Linked DNA regions of Mus musculus: all the other regions are linked to region 4. The links are chromatin contacts, called in public ChIA-PET, HiChIP or PLAC-seq and promoter capture Hi-C maps. All regions are on one chromosome and are shown on one strand. Each heading gives the region's core, a stretch centred on a gene start, on an enhancer-like site or on the middle of the called end of the contact. The rest is flanking DNA. Distances are from core to core; before and after follow the strand shown.

Region 1 (3,658 bases), core at 726-3,225, 940 kb before region 4:
ACTCGTGCACTAAGGCATCCTGTGCACAGGGTTGTCTAGCCCTCTCACTGACTGACTGACAGGCATTCAGAAGCCTGGAGTCCTCTCTGTGTACTTTAGAGATCAGACCTATTCATTTCATTGCACACAGAGCCTTGGCTGATGACGCAAGTGTGGTGTCCTCACACCACGCCAAGGAGGAAGGAAGGAGGAACAGTCTCGGCTCACTTCACAAAAGTCACAGCATTGGGGAAGGGACCCAATGGGAACTTTGGGACCCAAGCCCCCAAAGTTCTCATGATGGTGAAGGGAGGAACTCTCCTGTGGTCAGGCATTGGGGCTAACAGCTCAAGGCTGAGGTGGGAATCCCTGAGGACTGTCCAGACAGCAACCAGGGACCCAAGGATAAGGAGCTTTAACAGGACATGGCCAGAGAGTCTAGGCACCTATGGAAGGTGCTAGCCTCAGGTCCCAAGAACTGGATCCAGTACAGTTCTGTTATCTTGAGCTGGGGCATCATCTCTCTGATCCGTGCTTAAGGTTTGCCCGAGTTCACCTGAGACCAGATAATCAGGGTACCCGGGAGGAAGGGGAGAGATGAGACACCCCTGCTTTCTGCCTGATCCCCGGGTATGACTGTGCCTGAACCTATAACCTAAAGGTCACAATCACGTTTTGAGAGGTCCCTAGAATCTATAAGAGGTCTCTGGAGGACTATAGCCCTGGGATGACTATCTGGAGCAGTCAGGGAGAACCTTCAAGTACCTGGAATGTTTGCCGCCGCCCCCCCCCCCCATCCATTCCCTCTGGGACTTCTTCCCAAAGCCTTCTAGTCCTTCTAGTCTTTGGACATCCTTTCCCATCCTTCTCTTTGATTCGACGGACCCCCGTGGCTTTCTATTGTTGCCTCAGGGTGACTTGTTTTGCATCACTCACGGTAACCCAATTTGGCACCCCTTTTGCCCCTTTCATAGAGCATAAACCCTAGGAGAGCTGGGACAAGTCTTGTGTACTCCTGACCCTTTCTCCAAACTAAACACCGGGCCTATTAACCTATCTCAGAGAGGCCCCATGTGCACCGAGTAAATGAACAAACTGCTGGATGAACTGGGGAGACCCTGTCGGGGACAGGGGGCACGTGTCCATTCAGCATGCCCAAGCACTAAGGTCCTGTTAAAAACTGCTGTGGGAGACCTGAGGGGCAGGTAAGTTTCTCCATCCCCCACTTCCAGTTTCCAATTTCCCCAATGGACAAGGACAGCCCCCCCCCACACACACACATATATCCCCGCTCCCCTGCCCTTCTCCCCCCACCCCAGGGTCCAGACACGGGTTGGTTACTTACCACAGAATTCAGCAAGAGCCCCAAAGACTCCAGAAAGGAGCAGCAGCGCCTTCAGGAGCTCCATGGCAGGCACAGGTGGGAGGTGGGAGACTCCTGGGTCTCACCTTGAGGGCTTGTCTGACTGCAACTGTTGTCTTGCTTAGGAAGAGGCAGCTTCACTGATTAATTGTCCTTCCAACAGCCGGAAGCACGCTGCTAAATCAGCAGAGAGAAAGGGGGAAAGGTCTGTTATGGGGCAGGAGGCCAAAGAACAGAGGAAGGAAGGAAGGGCAGAGCTGCTTGTCCTCCAGATGAGAACAAAAAGGGACTCCGTGGGGCAACTCAAAGCTAACCTTATCTGTCCCGAACGCTTTAAAGACCCCGGAAGCAGCACAGAAAGCCTGGTGCCTAATCTGTCCCAAGTCTATCTGACAGTGCTCGCCGGGGTCCGCCCTGCCCCGGCTTGCACACCCGCCCCGCGCCCTCCCCCCCCCCCGCCCCCCGCACATCCCAGCCCCCTGCCCACACACACACACCCCACCCCTGCCTGCACACCCGCACCGTTGCTGCTCTGGCTGCAGACATTCAGGACTAGAGTACCTACCGGGTGCACTTCACAGGAGTCCCTGGAAAGTACTTACTTTGACTCTCGGGGTCAGAGCTGGGAAACTGTGGTGATCACGTGACGGAGCTCTCTGGCGTCAGCTGTTCTGCCAAGGAGGCGGGGCAGCTGCTGGACCCGGCCCAGACAAACAAGTCTCAATCAACCAGACACAGCCTGGGTTTCCTTGAGGCGACAGCGAAAGTTGAAGAACAAGTGAATCTAGCAAGTTGCAAAACCTTTGGGAGCAGGGCTGCAGGGCTACTTGCCCTGAACTAGGAACGTCGCTTAAAGACATCTTGGCAGAAAAAAAACATTGCTTATCTGCCCAGCCCCACTGGAGACTCGAAGGATGAATCTAGCAGCGATGGGTGACCTCTCTGAGTTTCAAGTTATTCTCTCTCTCTCTCTCTCTCTCTCTCTCGAGAGAGAGAGAGAGAGAGAGAGAGAGAGAGAGAGAGAGGGTTAAACAATATTATCCTAGCAGCAATTTCCCAGTTCCACTTGTGAAGATGTTGAGACCGTAACATGCCTCTAGTCATCTTCAAATGAGATGTTTGTTACAACTATTTTTATAGCAAACTGTCAAAGGTCACACTTTCAAGAGAATCTATTTTTGTGCCAGGGTAATTATCACAAGCTAAGACCCAACACAGATATATATGGACCTGGATAGCAGTTATTAATTAGCAGTAATTAACGTAATGCATGTGTTGTTGCTGGCCTAGGTCATGTTGTCAGAGAAACTGAAAAAGACAAAGGACTCTATCATAATGCGGGGGTCACATGTGGGGTGCACACCTCTAGCCCCAGCCACTCAGGAGACTGAAGTAGGACTGACTGGCAGCCAGCTTGAGTAACCATGAGACCCTATCTCTTTAAAAGGAGGAAGAGAAGCTGGAAGAAGAGGCGGTGGGGAGCCAAGTATGGCTCTTGGTGCACACCTATATCTAGAATGTGGGAGACTGAGGCAGGAGAATCATTCCAAGTTCCAAGCCAGGCTGGGCTACTGAGACCTCATCTCAAAACTCAGGGAGACATAAGATGGGGAGAAGGAAGAAAGAAGTGAAGGAAGGAGAGAGGCAGGGAAGGGAGAAGCAGTAATTAGCTCGGAGTAAGGCGGGAAGTCCGCATGCACGTGCATTTTGCAGGGAGAAGAGGCTCCAGTGTTGTGGGTGCTCACCAGAGAAGACTGCTCGAATGTGAGTTTGAGCCAATAGAAGTCCTTATTCGCCGGCACTGACTACACTGGGTGTCTGGGATCCCTGCGTAGTCCCTAGACTTTCTCAGGGTGAGCCTTGAAGCACAAAAACCATGTCCTGGGTTGACACATTTCAATTAACAAAAACAGTTAGCCAGAAATGGAATTAGAGAAGCCAAAAAGCAAGGTTAGTACATTCAGACTTTCCCAGAACTGTGGACTTTGATGGGCTAGGTCTTTGTTTTGTTTTGGCAGGTGGTGCTGTCTACATGCTGAGTTTTACAGCCTGAATGATACTTTCATCATGGAGTCAGTTGTGCTAAGGTCACCAGGAAACTGTGCTTCTCCTGAGGCCATGCACTCAGGATAGTGTCCCGATAACTGATAATCTTTGAGGGTTTACGACTTTTTTAAAATGGAGATTTCTTTTTCTTCCCCTAACATCATAGGTTCTCAATCTTTTGCTATTCAAAAACATTTTAGTAAGAATGAAGCCCCCCAGTCTAGTCTGGGCTGCTACATAACTCTGACCACGGCCAGGAGCTGCAAGGAA
Region 2 (3,951 bases), core at 1,013-3,512, 840 kb before region 4:
CCCAGAAGGCCAGAAGAGGGCGTCAGATCACCTGGACCTGAAGTTACAGCCGGTTGTGAGCTTCCTGAGAGATGCTGCTGGATGAGTCTGGGCTTCTGGGAGAGCCACAAGTGCTCTGAAGCACCGCGTCACCTCTCCAGGCCCAGGAACCTGGATTCTCAAAGGGGAGAAAGAATAAGCAGAACATAGAGGGTTTGTAGGTCAGTGAAAATATTCCCTCTGAAACCACAGCCAGGGACATGTCCTTTTACAGTTCTTAACCCCTACTGACTCCTAAAACTGCCTTAGAGAAGAAAATCTATCGATTACAAAATAGGCCTTTCATTCCAGCACTCACGAGGCAGAGGCAGGAGGATCTCTGGGTTTAAGGTCAGCCTGGTCTACACAGTGAGTTCCAGGTTGGCAAGGGCTGCGTAGTGAGACCCTGTTTCAAAAAATAAAAACTATGAAAAAATAAAATAAATGCACTTTGTGCGAGTCCACCCTGAGTCCTTTCATCTGAGGAATAGCTCAGCCTGTAGAAGGCTTGTCCTGTGTTCCAGCTCCAGAGCCATATAAACCAGGTGTCCCAGTTAGGGCTACTGTCGCTGAGACACAACAGCATGACCAAGGTAGCTTGGGGAGGGAAAGGGTTTATTCAGCTTACACTTCCACACTGCTGTTCAAGGAAGTCAGGACAGAAACTCACACAGGGCAGGAGCCTGGAGGCAGGAGCTGGTGCAGAGGCCATGGGCGGATGCTGCTGACTGCTCACTTGCTCTGGATTGCTCAGCCTGCTTTCTTATAGAGCCCAGGACCACCAGCCCAGGGCTGTCACCACCTACAAGGGGGTGGGCCATCCCTTCATCGATCACTAATTAAGAAAATGTCCTGCCGGGCATGGTGGTAATGCCTTTAATCCCAGCACTCGGGAGGCAGAGGCAGGCAGATTTCTGAGTTTGAGGCCAGCCTGGTCTACAAAGTGAGTTCTAGGACAGCCAGGGCTACACAGAGAAACCCTGTCTCAAAAAAAGAAAAAAAGAAAAAGAAAATGTTCTATAGATTTGCCAGTAGCCTAATCTGATGGAGGCTTTCTCAAAGGTGCTCCCTCCTTTCTGATAACTTTAGCTTGTGTCAAGTTTATATAAAATTACCCAGAATACCAGACTTGATGGCCCCTGCCTGTAATCCCTTCACTGGGGAGGTGGAAGCCGAAAGATCAAGAGTTCAAGATTCTCCGTGGTTACACAGTGAGTCTGAAACATCTTGGCCTACGTAAGAACCCTGTCTTTTTTTAAAAGTGTATTTTGTATATTTCAGAATATCTGAAGTTATAATATGAACATACATGTATCAGTAGGAAAACTGAATAAAATAGTTACTGTTTCTGGTGCTAAGTCATTGAAATCTGATTTGCCGTTTCTACCTAGCACAGGCCATACTTGTTCCTGACCAACCACATCTCCAACAGACAATAGTCCAAAGGACAGTGAGCCCTTGCTTGGTCACCCCCTACCTAAAACTTAATTTGATCCATGGGACGACAGAGGGGAAAGGTGTCAGTGGCCTGTTTCACTATCTCCTCCCTGCTCAGGTGCCACCTGCTTTGCAGAAAATTCATGCCAAGGCAGCCTGTGTTTTCTCATCCTACCCAGAGAGGTCAGCCTACTCAGTGTGGCTGCCTCCCACCCTCTACCTCCCAGAGGCTCACCCCTGGGCCATCCTGTAGTTCCCGCCTGAGCTGACGGCCTTCATAGAGTGTTGAAACTGTGTGTGCCGTGCCAGGCATTCTGCTAACACAGGAGACATGGTCTTACCTAATCCCTCCTAACTTCTAGAGGTCTGGAGCCATTTGGCAAATAAGGGCTCTCCTGGCCAGCAAACATTTGTGGAGCGCAGCCTGTGTTCAAGGTCGGGGGAGGGGGGCTGGGCTCTCCTTGGGCAAAAGGACTCAGAAGTGGTGACATTTTCAACTCCCACTTGGCTCCGGAAGTGTGTGCTCCACGTACCTGTCCTTAGGTGAGCACTTTCTTAACACCCACTCCCCACACACCTACAGTCCCACCCCCTGAAAGCGCGTGAAGACCTGGAGGTGAGGGCCACTTGCTACCTCAGACTCTCAGGACACCTCTTGAGATCTGGTCACCTCTCTGTCCCCTTAAGGTAGGCTTGATGACCTGGGGCAGACAAAACAAAAGAAAAACAAAAACAGGGGAGCACTGGGTAGGGCGGGGCAGGAACAGGGATTCTCCCTTGGGGCGGGCCTCCCTTGGGGCGGGATCAGCAGCAGACCTGCTAAGTAAAGCCCTGTGAAGGTGGCAGCAGCTGAGGCCTAGCAGAGAGCACCATGAGAGGACAAGTCGGGGACCTGAGCCCGCAGCAGCAGGAGGCTCTGGCCAGGGTAAGGGGTGAGGGGTGAGGCGGGAGGGAAGGCACGGGAGCCAAGCAGAACCCAAGCGGCCCGCATTGGCTACAGCTTTATGCAGGGACTGGTTGGCGAAGCCAGCGCCTCCCGCGCACACCTGGGCTAGGACCTCTCTCTACCTCTGAGCAACTGCCGGTGTGTGTGCGTGCGCGTGTGTGCGTGTGCGTGTGTGTGTTTGCAAGTTTAGCCTTCCAGCACAGCTCCCACCACCCATCCCTGGCCTCTGTTCCCAGGCCAGTGACTTCTGCCAGGCAGATTAGGAGATCCCTGCCAGATTGCAACAGTGTTTGGTTTGGTTTCTGTTGCTCGGGTTCCCAGTCTTCTCCCTATCAGACTTACTTGTTTACTTTTAATTATGACAGAGAAATAGAGGGGCTAGGGGTCTGATTTTTGAGAGCCTCCTGCAGGCTGTACCTGGAGAAGGGAAAGGCTATGAGGAAGGGGAGTCCCATCCAGGTTCTCATTCAACCTCGTTTGAAGGGGAAGCTTAAGAATTGTGACAGGTACTGAAGGTGTTTAAGTCTGGAATCCCAAGCCTTGCGAGACAAAGACCAGAAGATTGTGGGTTCAAGGCCAGCCTGAATTTAGTGACACTGTCTCAAGGAACAAGAGATGAACGGCTTGTTTTGTAGTGTCTCCCATGCGGAAGAACCTTACAGGGAGACATGAGAATCCTGGGTGAAGGAGGGGACCTGGAGATTCAGCCATTAAGGGGTCCTTAGTGGAACAGGAAGGACCCTCTGATGAGACTCCCAGGGCTGATGGTCTCAGAAGGCACCCGGTGCCTCCTGAGTTCTTTTGGAACTGGAAACATGGTCTCTGGGAGTGGACTATGATAGAGAACCCCACCAGCCACTCCTACTTTCTCCACTAACTAAAAGTAACAAATGCTTGCTATGTTAAAACATATAGGAAGAGAAAGGAGGAAGGAGGGGGAGGCTAAGGACGGCCCAGAGCTCTGTACTGCCTTGCCCCGGATCACTTCCTTCCAGAGTCCTCCTGAGCTAGGGTGGGCCACTGTGGTCACACTTCAGACACACAGTCTTCAGTGTGGCACTGTAAGGTGGCTTCTCTCCAGGCTGAGTTAGAAGTCACCTGGAGGGGAGGATAGGTATAGCTTTGTTTTTTACAGGGCACTGGCCCCTTTCACACCCTCCAACCCCCACCCCTGACAAAATTTCCTTTGGCTCCTGAGGATGCAGCTGCTTTCTGGTGTGAATCCTCCCTTTGCCTGCTGGGAGCCAGGCTTCAAACCTACCGCTTGTGTGCACCCGAGAACATCACACGGAATGGCAGAGAGGGGCGGCTATGAATTTACCAAAAAACAAAAAGGCCAAAGAGGAGAAGTTGTTTTTTTTTTGGGGGGGGGGGTCTGTTTGTTTGTTTGTTTGTTTGTAGATTTATTTATTTGTGTATAGGAGCACTTTATCTGCATGTCAGAATTGGGCATCAGATCCCATTACAGATGGTTGTGAGCCACCACGTGGTTGCTGGGGATTAAACTCAGGACCTCTGGAAGAGCAGTCAGTTCTCTTAACCGCTGAGCC
Region 3 (3,573 bases), core at 713-3,212, 740 kb before region 4:
TGCTGGGATTAGGGTGTGGGCCACCATTGCTTGGCTTGGAGGCATTTTCTTAACTGAGGTTCTCTCCTCTCATATGACTCCAGCTTGTGTCAGGTTGATATAAAACTGCCCAGCACATTTTTATATCTAGTTCTGCATGCAAGGAGATCGCATGTATCATGGCACATGTGTGGAAATGTACGTCAAAATATGGATGTGAGTGGGGGAATGTCAAGTCATGGGTGAAGGCCAAAGGACACTGCAGGAGTTGGCTCTCTTCTTCTGTCATATGAGTCCCAGGGATAAAACACAGGCCCTCAGGTCACCAGGCTTTACCCACTGAGACATCCTACCAACCCTATTTTCTATGTAAGAACTTTTTTCATTTTTATTTTATTCTATGAGTGTTGGCCTGCTGCACAGGCATGAAGTGTACCATACACATGCAGTAGCCTACAATGGCCAGAAGAGGGCGACAGATCCTCTGAGACTCTCAAGCAATTGTGAACTCGCAGTCCATGTGGGTGCTGGGAATTAAACCCAGATCTTCTGAAAGAGCAGCCAGTGCTCTAATTACTGATCCATCTCTCCAGTTGCTACACACGTCATTTAACATCTTTTTTTTTTTTTAAAGAGGGTCTCACTGTATAATAGGCTGGTCTCAAACTCCTGCTTTACCCTCCCAAGTGCTGGGATTACAGGCATGCCCATCATAATGTAGTTTTTCTGTCATTAAAAACAAACAAGCCGGGTGTGGTGGCGCACACCTTTAATCCCAGCACTTGGGGGGCAGAGGCAGGAAAATTTCTGAGTCGGAGGTCAGCCTGGTCTACAAAGTGAGCTCCAGGACAGCCAGGGCTACACAGAGAAACTCTGTCTTGAAAAAACAAAAAAACAAAAACAAAAACAAACAAACAAAAAAAACAAGACCAAAAAAACAAACAAACAGCTCTCAAGCACTTGAAATCATCAAAATCGTGTTCTCTATTAAAATGTTAAAGTTGTATTTGAGTCTTTAATTCACATGGTTTTCCTTATGCACGGTGCAGTAGGGGTCCAATTTCACGTCTTTTCCCGGTGGTACCTAACTTTGTTGTGATTTAGCAAAGAGCAAGCCATAGCACCTCCTCCCAGGTCCCCAAGTGCAATACCTCCTCTGACAACCAATTTTACATATGTGCTGACTGATTTTATGTCAATTCCCTGTTTGCAGGCCAGCCGAGCTTCTTCTCTACATCTCTGTCTCCTTCTGGGAATATTTTAGTCATTGCATCCTGGTGGCTAACCAGGTTTCTATTTTCTGTAGATTTTAATATTTTATTACAAAGTGGGAGGGGGTGTTGCAGCTCATTAGCTCTTTGCCCTTTTATCAGGGTACAATTTGTAAAAGGCTCAGGTTTCAGATTGAGCCAGCTACCAGCAACCACAAACCTCTGGGCTGAAGGACAAATTTTCGGACAAAAGCGGAACCTTCTCATTCCAGTAAGCACTGGCGATCATGTTAGAAGCAAGGCAGTGCAGGTTTAGATCAAGTCCATTTTACAGGCGAGGACAGCCCAGTGCTCCGTGCCACTATGGCTCTGCCTGGTTTGTACAGCTTCGTGTGCCCAGCCCTCCTCCCTGCTCCTTTAAAACCATGGCCTCAGTCTCCCCATCTGCTTTCTGTGATTCTCTGCAGCCTGCTCGCTGATCCCATGAAAGAACACTGACCCAGAGGAGGATGAGACATAGCCTTGACAACACCGTAGGTCAATCAGCCCAGACCCTTATACCTCCCTCGCCCCTACATTTCTCCAATCCTGAGACAACCGCACCTATCTCCACTGACAGACAACTTGGTGAGCTCTCCAAGGCTCTAAGGTATTTGCTCCATCGCAGCTCCTCAGGCCTCCTACATTAGGTTTCTCAGGAGCCACCAGGAGGCGCTCTCGCTGTCAAGCACCAACTCAGCCCCCCCCTCCCCGCACCGCCCCCTCCGGCTGCGGCCCCGCCCCTCCCGGTGCCGAGCCCCGCCCTGTCCGGCGCGGCCTGGCTCACTCTGTTCTCCCGGTCCCCGGGACCTTAGACTACGGCCTCGCCACCTCTCCGGTCGGATCATGGGCTCTGCCGATCGCCCCGCGCTGAGGTCGCCTTCGTTGCCGCCCCCTCCCCCATCGCCGCCGTCGCCGCTGCTGCTACTGCTGCCTCTGCTGCCTTTGTGGCTGGGCCTGATGGGCCCGGGAGCGGCGGCGGACGGCAGCGAGCCGGCGACCGGGGAGGGACGGGGCGGAGCCCGCTCAGTGCGAGTGGATGTGAAACTGCCGCGGCAGGACGCCTTGGTTTTGGAGGGCGTCAGAATCGGTCCGGAAGACGGTCCGGAACCTCTGCTGGGTGGCCGCCTGCTGCTGGTGAGCTCAGCCCCGCCTAAACTTGCCATGACCCTCGGATAGACCCCGCTGTCTTCATCCAGAAGCTAGCCCTTGACAGCCCAGAATGCTACTACTTCCCAGCCTTCAGGAGTTGGCAAACCTGACAGCCACATGCCCCTTCCACACTCATTCCCGTACCCGTACCCTGACCTTGCGTGCTTTGTGGCAGACCCGGGCTGCCTCTTCTATTCCCCTTGCCTCCTTCTTTTCATGGCTCCTCGTTACACAGATGGATGTCGTGGATGCTGAGCAAGAGATACCCGTAGATGGCTGGATTGCAGTGGCATATGTGGGCAAAGAGCAGGTCGCCCAGTTCCACCAAGAGAATCAAGGCAGTAGCCAGAAGGCATATCCCAAGGCTCTGGTCCAGCAGGTGCAAAGGGTGTTTGAGGGAAGGGGAGAAAGAAAATGCATTCGAAACATCTGCTAGAGCCAGGCTAACAGGTGGCCTATGAGGAGCCTTTCCAGAGAAGCCCTGGGCCCGAGTGGGTCAGCAAACACCAGTATGGAGCATCAAAGCAGTGTGATGGGGAGGAGGTGGAGAGACTTGCTGGGGAAAGTGGACCTGCTCTGGTGATAGGAGCTGGCAAGGGTGGAGAGCTGCTTTGCTAGGACTAGGGCCAATGAAAAGAATTTTGGATCCTACAGAATGAAAGGAGCATAAGTTTCTCACACACATGATAATGTACAAATTTCTTAAAATCAAGAATATTCTTTATGTAACTATGGTGTAGGAAAGTTAGCATCTATAAAATGTTGTGATCTATGTTCCATAACTAAATATTGCCTTAGTCCACAACCATCGTGTGTTGCCTTTGGCTGTCATTATCTCTTCGGCCTCCAAAACCATCCCTTAGCTTTGGCTTGACTTCAGGGAGCTTATAGCTAGTCTATCCAGATGTCGGGCTCCTGAGAGCTGGGGCCGTGGGTAAGGCAGGTGTGTGACAGCCTCCCACCTTCCGTCTTCCCTTGCAGATGCGTCGAGCCCTTTTCCTGGGAGCCTCTGCCCTGCTTCTCCTCATCTTAAACCACAGTGTGGTCCGAGAGGTAACCTGGCTTGGACTGTGAGGGTGAGCAGGTGAGGGGACAGGGGCCGGAAGCCTGCTGACCCTGCCTGTCTCCTGCAGCTGGATGTATCCCAGCTTCTGCTGAGGCCAGTGATTGTTCTCCATTACTCCTCCAATGT
Region 4 (3,894 bases), core at 554-3,053:
AGCAGAAAGCGGCTACCATCTCTGCAGCCATCTTGGGCTGTTTACCTACAGGTGGTGCTTGTCCACCCTGACAAGAGACTGGTTTTCCTAGCAGGCTGGTTTTACAAGAAGCCCACCACAGCTGAACACACTCTGATAACATCTTGTTTTTCTCCTATACATCCTGGACTTGTGGTTAAGTGTCTCCAGCTGCACCCCACCCCAGCTTGTGCTTATATATACCCATAGCTGCCTTACAATAAATGAGACTGGAGACTGGAGACTTGATCAGACAGGCTGTCTTGTCTCCACTCCATTCTTCACATCTCTTGCCCCCTCAGTTCTCTCTCTCTCTCTCTCTCTCTCTCTCTCTCTCTCTCTCTCTCTCTCTCTCCCTCTCTCTCTCTCTCTCTCTCTCTCTCACCCTGTTGTCTGACCCACGGACTGGGTCACGTTAGTATAAGCCCAAAGACCTTAGTTCGATTCCCAGCACCACAGCAGGAGAGGTTGCTTGTAATCCCAATGTTGGGGAAGCATAGACAAGGAGATCCTTGGGGCTCACTTGCCAGTAGCCTAGCTGATGGAGGGGGCGGGGCATGGCTAACATCTCTGCCTTGGAGGTTTCAGTCAGCAGTGATTGGAGTGATTTGTCTGCTCCACCAGGCCTTGGCTGCCAAGAAGTACAGATAGGACTTGTTCAGCCAACCTTTGCTGTCTCAAGATCTTAGATGAGACCTAACTTGCCAGACTCACAGTTTGAAGCACTCCGGAAGTTAGTTATACCGGCTGTAAATCCCCTGCACCGAATTACAGTCGGTGGCTTGGCATCCTCCCCCACCCCACTCCCCCGTTGGTGTGTCTCTGTCCCTGTGTCCCCCAGGGGATCAGAAGGGATCCATCTCTGTGTGGGCTGAGAAAGCAAATATAGAGCCTCCAGGTGAATAGACAGTGAAGAGAAAATGTTTTTTGTTTGTTGTTTTAATTCCGTAGTCTCTTTTTGTTGTTGTTTTGTTTTGTTTTATTTTGTTTTTCGAGACAGGGTTTCTCTGTATAGCCCTGGCTGTCCTGGAACCCACTTTGTAGACCAGGCTGGCCTCGAACTCAGAAATCCGCCTGTCTCCCGAGTGCTGGTATTAAAGGCATGCGCCACCACTGCCCAGTTCGTCTCAGCCTCTTAAGTGCACCATCACACTCGGGCTTTGGAGAAAGAGCATCCTGCTTGCTCAGAGTCTTGTCCATCTGTTTTAAATGGTTAAAGAGACAGTTCTGCCTTTAAAAGCTCTTGGAGGAGACCTGAGTTTGGATCCCAGTACCCATTAGAGTGCCTCAAAATCTCCTTTAAACTCCAGTTCCAGGATATTTGAGGCTTCTGGACCCCCCCCAGGCTCTCTCTCTCTCTCTCTTTTAAAAATTGTTATAGATTTTGTTCTTTTGAATAGACAAATATTGTCTGTTGATGCCTTGACACAGAAGAACACAAGATGTAGACAGAACATTTGCCAAGCCATGTGTGAGGTCCTGGGCTCCACCTCCAGCACCCAAGGAGGAAGGGAACTCACATAGTTTGTGAACAATTTTAGGGGTATAAAGACTGTCTTTAGTTTATCCTCAGAATGTCCAGGACATACAACCCTGCGATTATCGAGATGAATTCCCAGGTACAGAGGGGAAAAGGTCGTTGAAGAGAACAGAACTAGTTAGCTGCAGAGTTTCAAGAGCTCGGAGGTGTGGGTATGGACTGTGCAACTGTAGAGTTGGGGGACTCCCACCTGCTTGTGTTTGAAAGGGAAGCTGGCGAGGGGAGGGCGTGGTTTTCTCTAGTCCTGCCCCCAGCCACTGGGCTGAGGCGTGGCTTTCCTCCAACCTGCTCCGGTCCAACATGGCTCCGCGGTTGTGCATCATCTCTGCAGCGGCACGGCGGCTATTCACGAAGCCGAGACCCCGTGCTGGGGACCTCGCGGCTGCGGGTGCTGTGCGGTGAGAGGCCGACGGGGCTGACTGCGTGCCCGGAACAGGAGCAGGGGAGGGGGCTGGAATGAAAAACAGACTCTCGGATTTGGAATTGAGGGGTTAGAGGCAGAGAGCTACCAGGATGTAGGCCTGAGGCTGAGAAAGAATGGGGAAGGTGAAAAGGTATGGGGATGGTTTTGGTTTTTAAACAGGTTCGTACTACATGTGATTCGACCTCGGAATCTTCTTGCCTCTGCCTCCCAGATAGTGAGGGTGTGCACTACCATGCCTAGCTGGGCAGGTTCTTTGTCCTGTTTGGGACCTGGATCTGGGCTGAGAATAAAAAATGAGGTGAGTGGGAGGGACAGGTTTTGAGCCCTGGATCCCGGACGAAGGCAGAGGATATTGGCAGCCTTTTGCCTGGCCTTTGTGGTTTAGCACGCGCTGGGGTCTTCTGAGCCAGCAGAAAGTTTTGGAAGGAGAGGAGGACTGGGGGTACGGTGGGAATTCCCAAAGTGATTCCGCACCCTGCTTTGTACAGGTGGGTCAACAGAGTGGGGTGGGAGCTGTTCAAGGTCAGCGTCCGTGCCATGTGGAGGCAGCTCTGGATGTTAGGACCCAGGTCTTACGATGCACTCTGCACTTTGTACCACGGCTGGTGGCCTCCTAGGAGAGAGGCTCAATTCTGGCTTTGGAGAGCTTGGCTTCCTTCCCCTGACTGGCTCTGGGCTGCTCCTCCCTCCTCGATGCCACGCCCGGTGCTACCCCCATCTCTGCACCTATCACCCGGAGCACTTCTGACCCTGCTCTCCTGTTTCCCCAGCCCCACACCCTCACAAGTTTTAGGACAGGGTTTGTGCAAAAAGCATTAGCTAAAGAAGTGGAACACCTGCCCTCACACCTGTGGAAAGGGACCTGCGTTACTCCTGCCCCAGCCCAAGAATGTGGCCATGGAGTTCCGTTAGATCGCTGTGCACATTAGGAAAGCACGGATAGAAGAGTTGGGACGCGTGCCCTTCACTTCCGTGCTGGGTAATGAGAGAGAAGCCGACAATGGGAAAAAAGCCTAGAGTGTACCTTGTAAACTCAGCCTTTTCTGGAGGGATGACCTTGGGTAGGAGGAGAAAATAGGATGTGTCTGATAGCCTTGTTTTCTATTGCTAGGAAGAGAACTCAGGAGTTTAGGTATGCTAGGCTAATGTAGTGCTCTCTCCACCAAGTAAACAATGACATCTCCAGCCCTCATTGGATTAAAGAGACCATGCTTATGCCTCAAACAATTTCTGTCATTGTGAGAAAGGATATCCAGAAAAATAATCTTTTATAACATTTAAAAAAATATTTTAAGCCTAGAGGTGGTGCATGACTTCAATTCAAGCACTCAAGGCAATCAGATCTTGGAGTTCAAGGCCAGTCTGGTCTACAAAGTGAGTTCCAGGACAGCCAGGGCTACACAGAGAGACCCTGTCTCAAAAACCAAAAGGAAAAAAAAATTATTTTGGGCCAGGTGTGGCAGCATGCACCTTTAATTCCAGTACTTAAAAGGCAGAGGCAGGAGGATCTCTGGGTTGGAAGCCCTCATAGTTCTACATACCCAGCTCCAAGACAGTTAGGACTACATAGAAAGTCAAACAAACAAAAGTTATTCTGAGGACTAGAGACATGGCTCACACTTCTGAGCACTGGCTCTTTAAGAGTACAGAGGTTGATTCCCAGCGCATGTGCACTCACGCATGCACTGGTTCACAGCTGCCTGTTACTCTACTTCCAGGCCTTCTTCCGGCCTGGTCCAGGTGTGCAAGTGATGCCCATGCAGGCAAAAACCAACACATAACATAATTTAAAAACTACTTTGTGTGCATATGCAAATGAACACTTGTATTTGTGTGTGTGTATGTACATGTACATGTCATATGGTCGGTCCTATGGCACATGTGTGGAAGTCACCTTGTGGCTCCCAGGTAT
Region 5 (3,807 bases), core at 718-3,217, 660 kb before region 4:
CCAAGTGAGCAGAGGGCGGTGGAGGGTCAGGCAGGTGCTCAGCTACAACCTGATAGTTGGCGGTGAGGAGAACAGGGTGTCCCTGGGAGAGGCCCCCCTTCTGCTGAGGAAGCAGCTTTTCTAGTCAAACAATAGTGGTTGTTCCTGGCCTGAGACCAAGCTGGGCCAGACCATAGCAGGGGACAGGGAGGGAGGGACAGACTCACAGGGAGCTTTTAGGCATTGCCTGGGCCTAGCACGTGTTGTCCTGGTACAACTGGGGAGACTGAGGCTAGAAAGGCAAACGGTTACCAGAGACTCTGGGCAGCTTGCACACTCTCCACCTCCTGCCTCTCACTCCTGTGGTTTCCTACTCTGTTCACACTTGCTGTGGTGAAATGGGCTCAGCCTTTGAAAAGCACCCCCCAACCCCCTTAGTTCTCCAGGGGACAGGCCAGGATGTGACGGCTGCACACTGTTCCATGAGAATTATCTGGAGCTAGCAAAGCCAGGAACAGGACTGAGCCCAGCTTCCTTCTGCCTGTGATGCAGGGTCTGGAGCATCAAGTCCTGCGTGGGCCTGTTGGGTCTTGATCACACCCAAGGCCTGCTTTAAACTACCTTGTTTAAAGCCTCCAACCTGAAGCCGAGTGTCTGGGCCAAACAAGGGCCCTTTGGAGCATGCCCCATCCTGCCGTGAAATCAACCTGTGCTTGCTCGTTTCTGCTCAGCCTTGGGGTTTTCTTAAACCTTGATCACTGGGGTGTCTGCCAGTGCTTAGGGGCCTTCTTGGATCTGTAGCTAATTTAGATGTGTTCAGGCCAGTTGAGTTCTGCAAATGATGAGACGCTTTAAGAAAACTTCAACAGGGAGGTCTCTGGTTTGATACCCAGGGAACCTCAAATACTATGGCCTGTCCCCTCAGTGTCTGAGCCCTGGGCATTCTCACTTCAGGTACTTAGGGTTGTCCCTGGAATAAGATTCAGAATCTAGGGGTAAGGGCTGGAGAGATGGCTCAGCAGTTAAGAGCACTGACTGCTCTTCCGAAGGTCCCGAGTTCAAATCCCAGCAACCACGTGGTTCACAACCATCCGAAATGAGATCTGATACCCTCTTCTGGTGTGCCTGAAGACACAGTATACTTACATATAATAAATAAAATTTAAAAAAAGATTCAGAGTCCATAGTATGTTGCTTAGACAGGAGAGGAGGACCCTTTTTCGGTTCCTCCCCTCAGTGGGGAGCATTCTATTTCAGAAGTTGTTTGACTAAAAACTGCCACACCGGCCAGGTTTTGCTGGTCGAAACAACAACAAGATAGGGTTGCAGTACTATCAAACCAACCTTGGGCACCCCATTCTTAGGGATCTTTAGTCCTTACTGTCCTTGTCAGCTCTGCAGTCCCTGCCCCCTACCCCCGGCAATAAAAGGAAGATAGGCTCCAACTCAGCTGTTCCGCGGGTCTCCAGCCTAACCTCCCCACTCCGGAGATTTATGGACAGCTCTGGCCCCAACAGAGCTCCAGCCCGGCTTCCAGCCTTCCTACAGTCCAGACAGGGTTTTTCTGTGTAGTTCTAGCTGTCCTGGAAGTCACTCTGTAGACTAGTCTGGCCTCGAACTCACAGAGATCTGCCTGCCTCTGCCTCCCTAGTGCTGGGATTAAAGATACACACTTACCACCGCCAGGCTCTGCGTTTTAGTGGCTTTAACCATAAAGCCCACGTGCGAGCCTGGAGGATAGACAGGGAGGGGACCAGGAGCTTCCAGCACGTTCCCAAACCCAACACAGCGGGCGTCCAGCGGAAAGGGCGTGTCTGGGGCGTGTCCTTGAAGGACTCAGATGGGTGAGGGCTAGAAGAGTGGCTTTGGCAGAGTTTGAAGGCAGCCCGCAGCGCCCGGTAGGCAGGGCTCAGGAGGAGGCGTGGCCACTTCACAGTGGCTGTGGGGCGTGGCCGCCGAAGTGTGGATCCCTGGCTGGGCGGACCGGTAGCGGGCGGTGCTTCTTTAAGCCCGGCGCCACCGCATCGCCTCCTGCCTAGGTCTCGCTGGCGGCCAGGCCGGGGCTGCCGTATCTGCGATGGAACTTCACATCCTAGAGCACCGGGTGCGAGTACTGAGCATTGCCCGTCCGGGCCTCTGGCTCTACACCCACCCGCTCATCAAGCTGCTCTTCCTGCCCTGTCGCAGTCGGTGCGCACCCGGGTTCACGAGCGCAGGTCGGGCGGGTGGAGGCTCCTCTGCCCCTCTGGGCCAGGGGCGGAGGACTAGAGTCGCCGCGAAGCAGCGGGTACCGGGTGGGGACGCTAGCCACTCTGGCCATCATCCAGCCTGGGCCTTACCCTTTCTGCGACGCCGCCTATCCGGCCCGGAGGGCCCCGCTCCCAGGGCTTGTCAAGGTGCAAACTGCCTGGAGTAGGCAGTGTAGTGGGGGCATGTGTTCCTTGGCAGGCTGTAGCCCCTTTCTAGTCTCCTCACGTTAACTTTTGAGAGTTGTCCAGGGGGACCCAAAGCCTTCCACTTCTGTGGAATGGAGGGGAGATCCCAAATATGGGATCTAGACTCATTGATCCAAGGAAGAGAGTGAGGCCCGAGTGCGGGTCCGGAAGGCTCCTGGTGGGGGGTCCTTTAGTGCTGCTGGAGCAGACTTCATTTGCTGTCTCCATTCCATTCACTCTAGGCTGAAAGTCTTCCCACCCCTTCCCTCCTCCTAGGTGCAAGTTCTTCAGCCTGACTGAGACTCCGGAAGATTACACTCTCATGGTGGATGAGGAGGGCTTTAAAGGTCGGAACTGGTTCCTTGTTTGCCTCTAAGCAGTATTCTTACTAAGTTTAGGGATCCAGCTTCCCAGAGAGCTTAGACCCCAAAGGAATATAGGTCCGGGTTCAAACCTTCCATCACTCACTGAAGTACTGTGTGGGATGGAGTCGTGACCGTTTGACAAAATTTGTGAGAGTTTTATAAACGTAAAACCCACACGGAGCTGAATATGAGTCCCAGGCCAGCACAGGTGGCCATGGTGTCTCACAGTTTTAGGGGAAAATAAAGGGGTTCCTGCAGCTGTTTTACCCTGAACATTATTTCTTCTTGGACTTGTCTCCCCAGTGGAAAGCAGCCCCTCCCTTACTGGCTTGGGAAGCCTAGGCGGCTGAGAGTTAGGGAAGGAATGCAGGGGCAGGCAGCAAGCCCAGAGCAGGGTCCAGGGCCTCCTGGCTGAGTCTGAGTGAACAACAGCTACCCTGGCCCTTGTCCCTGTTCAGGACTGGGACCGGGGAAATGACTTCTGGCTTCCATGTCTGCCTGCTTGCCCCATCCTCTAAGGCCTGGAGTCTCAAGCTAGCCACCTAGAGTTTGGCTGAGCCTCCCTCCCTAAGGACTTAGATTCCCTGTTCTGTAGGGAAATCTGTCTGCAAGGGAGCTTTCCCATCAGTTGGTCACTGGGTGCCCTCTGGTGGTGCTTTGAAGCCCATGAAGTCCATTTTGCAGATAGGAAACAGACTAAATGGTGTTTGTAATCCCAGCACATAGGAGGCTGTGGCAATAAGATCAGTTTAAGTTAAATCTCAGCTTAATCTACATTGTAAAGGCGCTGTCTCAAAGCAAACAAAACGCCCCAAAACACACTTGTCTCACACAGCAAAATGGTGTAAAAAGAAAAAAGAAAAAGAAAAATCTGGGCCTTGAATCTAGTTGTGAGTTTGGAGTAGTAATGCTCACTGAGAATGCTCGCATGATGCACACCAAGGTAGAAACGATAGGAACCGGCCCTGAGCTCTGAGTCTGTCAGGAAACAGATCTGATGGGCAAGGTTTAAACAGAGAAACTGAGAG
Region 6 (3,757 bases), core at 236-2,735, 910 kb before region 4:
AACTCAGAGATTCACCAGCCTCTGCCTTCCGAGTGCCTGCACACAACTTTTTTTTTTTTTTTGGATTTTGGTACTTTATTTTAGTATAAATATATATTCAACATATGGAAATCACAGTTTCTTTTTTAAAGAGATAAATATGCTTACTGTATCAAGTATACAAAACCACTCTTATAAATACTGATAAAGAGAATGTTCATTCTTATTAAACTCATCTTTCAAAGTTACATTTCAGCTATACATGACTTTAAGCAGAAAACCAAGAATTTTTTTAACATTTTGAAGTAAAAGTAATAAAATTTAAAGGAAATTGATAAAAAAGTCATAAATTTTAACTTTTTTATAAACATGAAATTACCACCTTTAAGACTGACTTAAACCTATCATCAGATCTCATAAGTTTAAAAATTATCTTTATAGATGGAATGATATGTTTTAAATGTGCGCACAACTTTTATGTGTGTGTTGCAGATCTGAACTCCATATCCTTATGCTTGCATGTCAGGAATTCTGTCCACTGGGCCATCTCCTCAGTCCTGTTTTGTTTTCTTGGTTTTGTTGTTTTGAAACACTATCTCTAGCACAGGCTGGCCTGAAACTTGTGCTCTCCCAGCCTCAGACTCCTGTGTGCTGGGATTACAGGCACCACCATCATGCTATGCCTTCCATTATTTTTCTTTCTTTTCATTTTTGTTTTGTTTCGACAGTGCGTCACTCAATACCCTCGCTGTCCTGGAACTTAGCCTCGGACTCACAGAGATCCGTCCCTTCTGCCTCAACTCATTCCCCAAATATAAGCAGTTCCTTAGACCCTCTCCGTGTCCGTGGGAGGTCAAAGGTCGGCCTTTGCTCTATTTTATTCTAACTTGAACAAACTAGGTGCAGCTGAATCTAAGGTCAACAAGGCAAAATCTGGTCAGCTGGGTTTACAACGCCTAGCAACCGTTGCCATGACAATTGAACTCCCTTAAACTCACTGGCCTAGCATTACAAAAACTAGTAGCTTTAGGTTTAGTGAGCATTTCTGTTTTTGTTTGTTTGTTTGGTTGGTTTGGTTTTTAAAGAAAACATCAGCCAGGCGTGGTGACACACATCTTTAATCCCAGTACTCTGGAGGCAGAGGCAGGCGGATCTCTGGATTAGAGGCCAAACTACAGAGCTCTCTGAATCCCAGAAGGCTCCGGGCTGTCTGTCTCCCATCCCTTCAGTCCTGCTGTATCCCAAAATGCACTGGGGCTCGCGTGCTCAAACAACCGTGTCTAGGGTGCTTATAAAACTGCCTAAATTTCCATGTTGCTTTAAAGCTTGTCTATAGATTTTGGTAACTAAGAAAAGAACTGAAAGAACTACCACAATTGTTGAGCTTTAGAGAATTTGGTTGTAAATAACGAGGTCGCCAAAAGCACAACTTTCTCTGGATTTGTACAGGCATATTTTCAGACAGCCCTCAGCTGGCGGCGTGGGGTCCTTCAGGGCCCTAGGCAGGGCACGTGCGGGAGGAAGTAGCTCTGGTGTTCTGGCTGCCTTGAATTTCTCAACGTGGAGCTATGGGAGGTCTGGAGAAGAAGAAGGTGAGTGAGTTCCAGCGGAGGTCGGAGCTCCGGCTTTATCACTTTCCCTGGCCTCTGGGGACCGAGAAGTCTTGAGACGGCCGCCGGAGCGAACCTTCTGCACGTAGGCCCCTGGAAGCCGGGAAGAACTGTGACGGGCTTTCTGTGGAAGGAGTTGTGGAGACAGGCGGAGCCGCCAAAAGAGTGATCAGTGACCAACGGGACGTAGAATTCATTATCAAGACTTGGGACTTTCTTAATTGAGCCAGGCCCGGTCCTAGGTACTGGGAATTGAGAAGTAAGCAGTCAGATGCGGCCCCGCTTTCCCAGTGTCAACTTCAGATAAAGTGGCTAAGGGTTTTTAAGTGCGCTCCTGAGAAAGGGAGGGAGGGAGGAGCAGTAGAGTGGAGAGTATCAACAGGCGCTTAATCCGATTAGTGTTGTCTTGTAGGTCCTCTTCTGACGTAGCATTTTAGTGGAAATCAGTACTTAAAGAACACTTTAGTCTGGGGCATGAAAATGTTGGGAAGTGTGGATGGTCCCCAACCTTCCCCTAAGAGAATTCTCGGCACTCAGAGAAAGGAGAGACTAATATCAGCGTGCAGCTGTAGCTTCCAGCCGTCTCTTAGCCGTCTCTGTGTTTGATGGTTTATATGGGGTTAGGCGTTGTCACAATCTTATATTTTAGGATGACCCTTTTGTTCCTTTACAGGCTCTGGTTATGATAGTTTTATCTTTAGCAGATGGAACTTGCTATCCGTGTGATATTGGTGGTGCTCAATTCTCAAGGGAGAAAATGACCTTTTTTTTTTTTTTCTTTAGAAAAGGGGAAAGGGTGAGCAGGTTAAAAGCAGAAGTCAGTGCAGTTTTAGCTCTGTTGTCTCAGATTAGAGACAGTTTCTTCTTCCTATGCAACCTTGTTTCCCAAGTTTAAGCTTCTTAATCATAATTAATGTGAAAGCTTGCTGTTTTTCTTTTTTCATTCAGAAGTGCTTAGCAGAGAAAACAGAAGTGAATTCCACGGCCAGTAGGAAAGAGAGGCAGGTGGTGTGCAGGGTTTTGGACAGACAGTAGCATGGCTGTGAGATGTAAATAAGTGAGGTGCTGTCTAGGTGAGGCTGGGGCCGTATCATGTGAGGCTGGAACTTATTCTGAGTGGAGAAGACAAAGAAAGTAAGTGACTTGATCTGAGTTATTCTTGCTTCTGTAAGGAGACTGTGGGTATGAAGTAACTTTGGGATAGGAATGAAGAAGATGAGATGGGCTCAAGTCTTTCCTTTGACTTGCAAGTTTCTGGTAACAATCTGCTTTGTTGTTTTTAATTACTTTTTTTAAAGTTATTTTTTATTTATTTTTATGTATATGAGTGCTCTATCTGCATGTATACCCGCATGCCAGAATAGGGCATCAGATCTCATTATGGATGGTTGTGAGCCACAATGTGGTTGCTGGGAATTGAACTCTGAACCTCTGGAAGAGCAGCCAGTTCTCTTAACCACGGAGCCATCTCCCCAGCCCCTTTAATTACTTTTTTGAGACTATAATTGCATTATTCCCCCTTTCCCTCCAAACCTTTCCATATATTCTCACTTGCTCTCCTTCAAATTCATGGCCTCTTTTTAAAATGATTTTTATATAACATAGTATATATATGTTCCTAAATACATAAATACACCTGCTATATACTAGTGTGTGTGTGTGTGTGTGTGTGTGTGTGTGTGTCAGTCAGTGTGTGTCAGCGTCAGGGTTGACTGTTTGGTATTGGATAGCTAATTGGTCTGTTCTTCCCTGGGTAATACTGTTTCTCCCACTCACAGTATTGGTTGCCTGTAGGGTTCACATCTCTTGGCCTTTCTTCTATCCATGTTAGCAAGTCTGTTGTCCTTGTTCAGCTTATGTTTAGGCAGCCATGTTGAGAGACTTTCTGGGTGTAGTTTCTGACATCCTTGGAGACACAAATCTCAGCAAACTTCCTGATCCTCGGCTCTTGAAGGTTTTCAGTTCCTTCTTCCCCAGTGATCCCTGAGCCTTGGGTGTAGGAGTTGTTCTGTGGATGTATTCATTGGGAGATTGGGCTCCTCAACTCTGCGTTTTGGTTGGTTGTGGTTTTCTGTAATGGTCTCTATTGCACAGCAGTTCTGAGATGAGGACTATACTTCTCTGTGGGTATAAGGACAAATACTTTTGAGTGTAGTCGGGGATTATGC
Region 7 (4,042 bases), core at 1,248-3,747, 650 kb after region 4:
ATTTTACTCATCTTTGAACACCGAGCGCCGGGCATGTGCCAAGCACGGAGTGGGAAGCAGTATCGTCAGACAGGAAGCAGGAAGCAGAGATTCTGTTTGTAATCTAGGGAACTTAACACCTGGAGTTGCTTCCAGAAAACAAACGTGCATCTGTGAGTAGTCTCAGGTTTCTCTGGGTTTAATATCTTGGTCTAAATTGCTCTCTTACTGCCAACGGGTGCCTCCTCTTCCAAATGAGCCTGGCTCTCCTCCCTGGATGACTTGGGGGACCAAGAACCAGAACCTAGATAGATCAGAGATCTAGGGTAAAACCAAACTTTGCTGGTTTAGAACAAACAAAACAAAACAAAAAACTCAAGCAACCAACAAAACAACCAGTTCTAGCCTCCTGCGTGACTTTGCCACAGGCCAAGGGATCCAGGGTAAAGCCTGGCTCTGTTTTCACAAGGAACATTTTATTTTCTCCTTATTAAAACAATACTAATGTGGGGTCTGGAGAGATGGCTCAGTGGTTAAGAACACTGACTGCTCTTCTAGAGGTTCTGAGTTCAAGTTCCAGCACCCACATGGTGGCTCACAACCATCTGAAATGGGATCCGATGCCCTCTTCTGGTGTATCTGGAGAGTGAGTGTATTCACATACATAAAATGAATAAATCTAAAAAAAAAAAAAAAAAAAAAAACCTCAAAAAAAGCAAAACCAAAACAACCTGATGCATGGGGGTGGTTGGGAGAGGGCTGGGGGTGAGGATGCTGTGTTCTCTGGTGATGAGCTGGAGGCCTTGGATGGGGCGGCAGGGAGGAGGGTAAGTCTATGGGGGTATCCCTAGCTGAGATTCCTACCAGAGGGGGATATAGAGACTGAAGTGGCCACCTCCTGTAGCCAGGCAAGACTTCTAGAGGAGAGAAGGGGACATCAATCGCCTTGCCTATAAGAAGTGCAGGGATAAAGATGGAGCAGACCAATATAGCCAACCAATGCCCGGCCCAACTTGAGATCCATCCCATGTGAGAGAGCGGATCCCTGACACTACTAATGATGCTCTGCTAAGCTTGCAGTCAGGAGCCTAGCATAACTGTCTTCCGAGAGGCTTCATCCAGTAGCAGATGGAGACAGATGCAGAGACCCACAGCTAAGCATTGAGTTGAGCTGGGAGTCTTGTGGAAGAGATGGGAATAGAACTGAGCAGTGGAAGGGGGTCAAGGATGCCCCAAGGAGACATACAGAGTCAACTAACCTGGGACCATGGGGGCTCACAGAGCCTGGGCCACTGACAAGGAAACCTACAGGAGCTGAACTTATCCCCCCCACCCCCATCTGTAGCAAACGTGCAGCCTGGTCTGTATGTGGGTCCCCTAACAAGTGGAGTGGAGCTATCTTGGTCTCTGTTCCCTGCCATTGGATCCCCTCCGCCTCCCTGGACTGCCTGGTTGGGCCTCAATGGGAGATGTTGTACCTAGTCCTGCTGAGACTAGATGTCCCAGGGTAGGGTGGTATCAAAGAGGTATTCTCTAAGGAGAAGGGGAGGGAGCAATGGGGGGGGGGGATTTGTAAGGGTGGGACTAGGAAGAGGGGGCTATGATTGGGATATAAAGTGAATAAAAAATAAATTATTGGAAATAGGAAAAGGAAAAAAAATACTAATGTAGGGGTGGCTGTGTAGGTGAAAAACGCCCAGCACCCAGGTGAAAGGTTGGCAAGGCTGAGCCTGATCGTAACCCCAGTGGCAGAGAGCAGAGACAAGCAGACCATGGAGGTGTAATGGCCAGCCAGCATAGCCTCAGGGGCAAGCTTCAAGTGCACTGACTCTTATAAGGCGGAAAGCAATAGAAGAGTACACTCTCCCCCACCCCATCCCATCCCCTGAAACCTATTTCCACCCCCTCCTCACTCCCATTCCCTAATGAAAGGAATACTAAAGTCTGGAGGTATATATAGCTCAGTGGTATCTCTAGTTCCACAGTAAAGGGGAATAGTGGAGTGCTAGAGCATTAGGTTCTGGGGTCTGGCTCCAGCACAGCAAAACAAAGACAACAGTGATAAAAGCTCATACCAGAAGAGATCAGAAATAAGAAGAAAAACGAAACCACATGTATTCTCACTATGCAGACTTTATTTACTAATCCCTTACTACATGCTAGCCAAGGCTCTAGTGTTTTCTTTTAAAGTTATTAATTTATATCAATTAATTTATATGAAATAGGGTTTGATCTATAGCCCCAGCTGGCCTAGCTAGACCTCCCTATGTAGCCCAGGCTGCTCTCAAACTGGCAATAAAGTGCTGAGATTACAAGTGAGTACTACCCTGCTACATTTAGTTTTGCAATCATCTCATTTTCTAAAGACTCATTTTGTGAAAATTTCCCAGGTGTGTGTGTGTGTCCGCTAACCCTAAGCCGGATATGCCACCAGTTCAATTTTCTGCTGTACTGGGAAGTGGGGGGGGGGGGGGGACGGGACGGGGGACGTAGCGCCGGACATTAAAATGGGGTCGGGCTAGGGTAAAACCGTGAGACTCGGTCTGGAAATCTGGCCTGAGAGGACAGCCTGGCAATCCTCAGCCGGGGTGGGGACGTCTGCCGAAGATCCTTGGACTCCAGCAACCAGTGGTCGCCACCGTCCATCCACCCTAAGGCCCAGTTTGCACGGCGGAGAACAGCTGTGCAGCCACGCTGGACACTCACCCCGCCCGAGTTGAGCCCGCCCCCGGGACTACAGGACCAATAAGTGATGAATATACCCGCGCGTCACGGAGCACCGGCCAATCGCGGACGGCCACGACCCTAGAAAGGCTGGGCGCGGCAGGAGGCCACGGGGCGGTGGCGGCGCTGGCGTAGACGTTTCCTGGCTATGGTGGTGGTGGCAGCGGCGCCGAGCGCGGCCACGGCGGCCCCCAAAGTGCTACTCTTATCTGGCCAGCCCGCCTCCGGCGGCCGGGCGCTGCCGCTCATGGTACCCGGTCCGCGGGCAGCAGGGTCGGAGGCGAGCGGGACACCGCAGGCTCGCAAGCGGCAGCGGCTCACGCACCTGAGCCCGGAGGAGAAAGCGCTGCGGAGGTGGGCCCGGCGGGCAAGGCTGGGGCGCGGGGCGGCAGGACTGGGATTGGGACTCTCTCGTGTGTGCCAGCTGGTGGGCTCCGTACGGTGGGTTAGATTCACCTCTAGTGTCTAACCTGGGAAGCGGAGCTGAGGGGGATGCCCCTCCGAAGGTCTGCGTCGGGGGTGTGTGCAGGAGCTCCCGACACAGGCACAGAAGAAGGTGCCCGACGCCCAGTCCTCTGTAAATGCTCGCTCTTTGTGGTCGTAGGGTAGGAACCGCTCCAGCTGTCATTGCAGCCACTTGGGAACCCCACCCTGGGAACCGAGTCCACAGCGTCCGGCATCCCGAGAGTTTGGCTTGGGGAGGGACAGTTGGTAGCGTCCCCGCCGCCTTCACGGATATCGCTCTAGCAAGGAGCCTGTGGGACGGAATTGGACCCAGAAAGTAGCGGGGGAGGAGGGAAGAAGCATATGACGCAACGGGAATGTATCAGCCCGGTGGTAAAATGAGATCCGGGTGGACAGCCGCACGGGAGAGAATCAAGCAAGTCTTCAAGGCCTGTGGATAGAAAGCAGCGTGTGTATGCGTGTGCGTGTGCGTTTTGATAGGAGCTTTAAGCGTGTTTACTTGCTAAGCCTTATTCTGTAAAGTCAACGAAAGCACCAGCTGGCCACGTCTACAAATGAAGACACATGAAAGCTGGAGATGACTCAGTTATGTTCCCTGTCTCCTCCCCAAGGAAACTGAAAAACAGAGTAGCAGCGCAGACTGCTCGAGATAGAAAGAAAGCCCGGATGAGCGAGCTGGAGCAGCAAGTGGTGGATTTGGAAGAAGAGGTAAAGGGACTTCAGGCCATGCTTTCATCCCATCCATATCAGGGCCCATCCTAAACTGCTTCAGCCCTTTAGAATACAACCCAAAGTGCCATTTAAAGTTTAACCAGCCTAGCAGATAGGCCGTGAAAGCAGACGTGACTCACCCTGGCCTGCCCTCCCCTCGGAG

The links. Promoter capture Hi-C pulls out the DNA fragments that hold promoters and counts their contacts. ChIA-PET counts read pairs in DNA pulled down with a chosen protein or histone mark. HiChIP or PLAC-seq counts read pairs in DNA pulled down with a chosen protein or histone mark. Capture Hi-C pulls out chosen DNA fragments and counts their contacts.
Region 1: a promoter capture Hi-C map of adipose tissue shows a contact between it and region 4, with 4 times the contacts expected there. The contact joins the promoter of Tcn2 here to the promoter of Nipsnap1 in region 4. A contact is called at or near these places in 2 of 115 datasets of contacts at active chromatin or transcription factors (kidney and pancreatic cancer cells) and 2 of 9 other capture datasets (adipose tissue and liver).
Region 2: a contact with region 4 is called in a promoter capture Hi-C map of embryonic stem cells, with 4 times the contacts expected there. The contact joins the promoter of Sec14l4 here to the promoter of Nipsnap1 in region 4. A contact is called at or near these places in 2 of 39 promoter capture datasets (embryonic stem cells and hippocampal neurons) and 1 of 9 other capture datasets (adipose tissue).
Region 3: an H3K4me3 HiChIP or PLAC-seq map of bone marrow-derived macrophages shows a contact between it and region 4, with 8 times the contacts expected there. The contact joins the promoter of Rnf215 here to the promoter of Nipsnap1 in region 4. A contact is called at or near these places in 4 of 39 promoter capture datasets (the 3T3-L1 cell line, embryonic stem cells and hippocampal neurons), 1 of 15 datasets of contacts at CTCF or cohesin (large pre-B cells), 1 of 484 Hi-C or Micro-C datasets (embryonic stem cells), 4 of 115 datasets of contacts at active chromatin or transcription factors (bone marrow-derived macrophages, embryonic forebrain, kidney and 1 more) and 2 of 9 other capture datasets (embryonic stem cells and macrophages).
Region 5: a contact with region 4 is called in an RNA polymerase II ChIA-PET map of memory CD8 T cells, with 10 read pairs. The contact joins the promoter of Castor1 here to the promoter of Nipsnap1 in region 4. A contact is called at or near these places in 2 of 39 promoter capture datasets (embryonic stem cells and stem cell-derived epiblast-like cells), 2 of 15 datasets of contacts at CTCF or cohesin (embryonic stem cells and large pre-B cells), 2 of 484 Hi-C or Micro-C datasets (the Ba/F3 cell line and embryonic stem cells), 8 of 115 datasets of contacts at active chromatin or transcription factors (T-cell acute lymphoblastic leukemia, embryonic limb bud, embryonic stem cells and 3 more) and 4 of 9 other capture datasets (embryonic stem cells, liver, macrophages and 1 more).
Region 6: a contact with region 4 is called in an H3K27ac HiChIP or PLAC-seq map of embryonic stem cells, with 3 times the contacts expected there. The contact joins the promoter of Pes1 here to the promoter of Nipsnap1 in region 4. A contact is called at or near these places in 3 of 39 promoter capture datasets (embryonic stem cells, hippocampal neurons and liver), 2 of 115 datasets of contacts at active chromatin or transcription factors (both in embryonic stem cells) and 1 of 9 other capture datasets (macrophages).
Region 7: a contact with region 4 is called in an RNA polymerase II ChIA-PET map of memory CD8 T cells, with 5 read pairs. The contact joins the promoter of Xbp1 here to the promoter of Nipsnap1 in region 4. A contact is called at or near these places in 1 of 39 promoter capture datasets (the SN4741 cell line) and 1 of 115 datasets of contacts at active chromatin or transcription factors (memory CD8 T cells).

What each region holds. Positions count from the first base shown.
Region 1 is chr11:3,930,069-3,933,726 of GRCm38.p6, forward strand. Tcn2 (transcobalamin 2) reads right to left here and starts at 1,976. Exons shown (of 10, transcript NM_015749.3): 1 at 1,908-1,976; 2 at 1,325-1,519. The coding sequence starts at 1,388.
Region 2 is chr11:4,029,520-4,033,470 of GRCm38.p6, forward strand. Sec14l4 (SEC14-like lipid binding 4) reads left to right here and starts at 2,263. Exons shown (of 12, transcript NM_146013.1): 1 at 2,263-2,380. The coding sequence starts at 2,327.
Region 3 is chr11:4,133,198-4,136,770 of GRCm38.p6, forward strand. Rnf215 (ring finger protein 215) reads left to right here and starts at 1,963. Exons shown (of 9, transcript NM_027859.3): 1 at 1,963-2,366; 2 at 2,617-2,760; 3 at 3,363-3,434; 4 at 3,515-3,573. The coding sequence starts at 2,076.
Region 4 is chr11:4,872,148-4,876,041 of GRCm38.p6, forward strand. Nipsnap1 (nipsnap homolog 1) reads left to right here and starts at 1,804. Exons shown (of 10, transcript NM_008698.3): 1 at 1,804-1,956. The coding sequence starts at 1,859.
Region 5 is chr11:4,216,258-4,220,064 of GRCm38.p6, forward strand. Castor1 (cytosolic arginine sensor for mTORC1 subunit 1) reads left to right here and starts at 1,968. Exons shown (of 9, transcript NM_028022.2): 1 at 1,968-2,169; 2 at 2,691-2,761. The coding sequence starts at 2,057.
Region 6 is chr11:3,962,490-3,966,246 of GRCm38.p6, forward strand. Pes1 (pescadillo ribosomal biogenesis factor 1) reads left to right here and starts at 1,486. Exons shown (of 15, transcript NM_022889.3): 1 at 1,486-1,571. The coding sequence starts at 1,548.
Region 7 is chr11:5,518,144-5,522,185 of GRCm38.p6, forward strand. It overlaps Xbp1 (X-box binding protein 1), which reads left to right and starts at 2,498. Exons shown (of 6, transcript NM_001271730.1): 1 at 2,498-3,057; 2 at 3,780-3,876. The coding sequence starts at 2,852.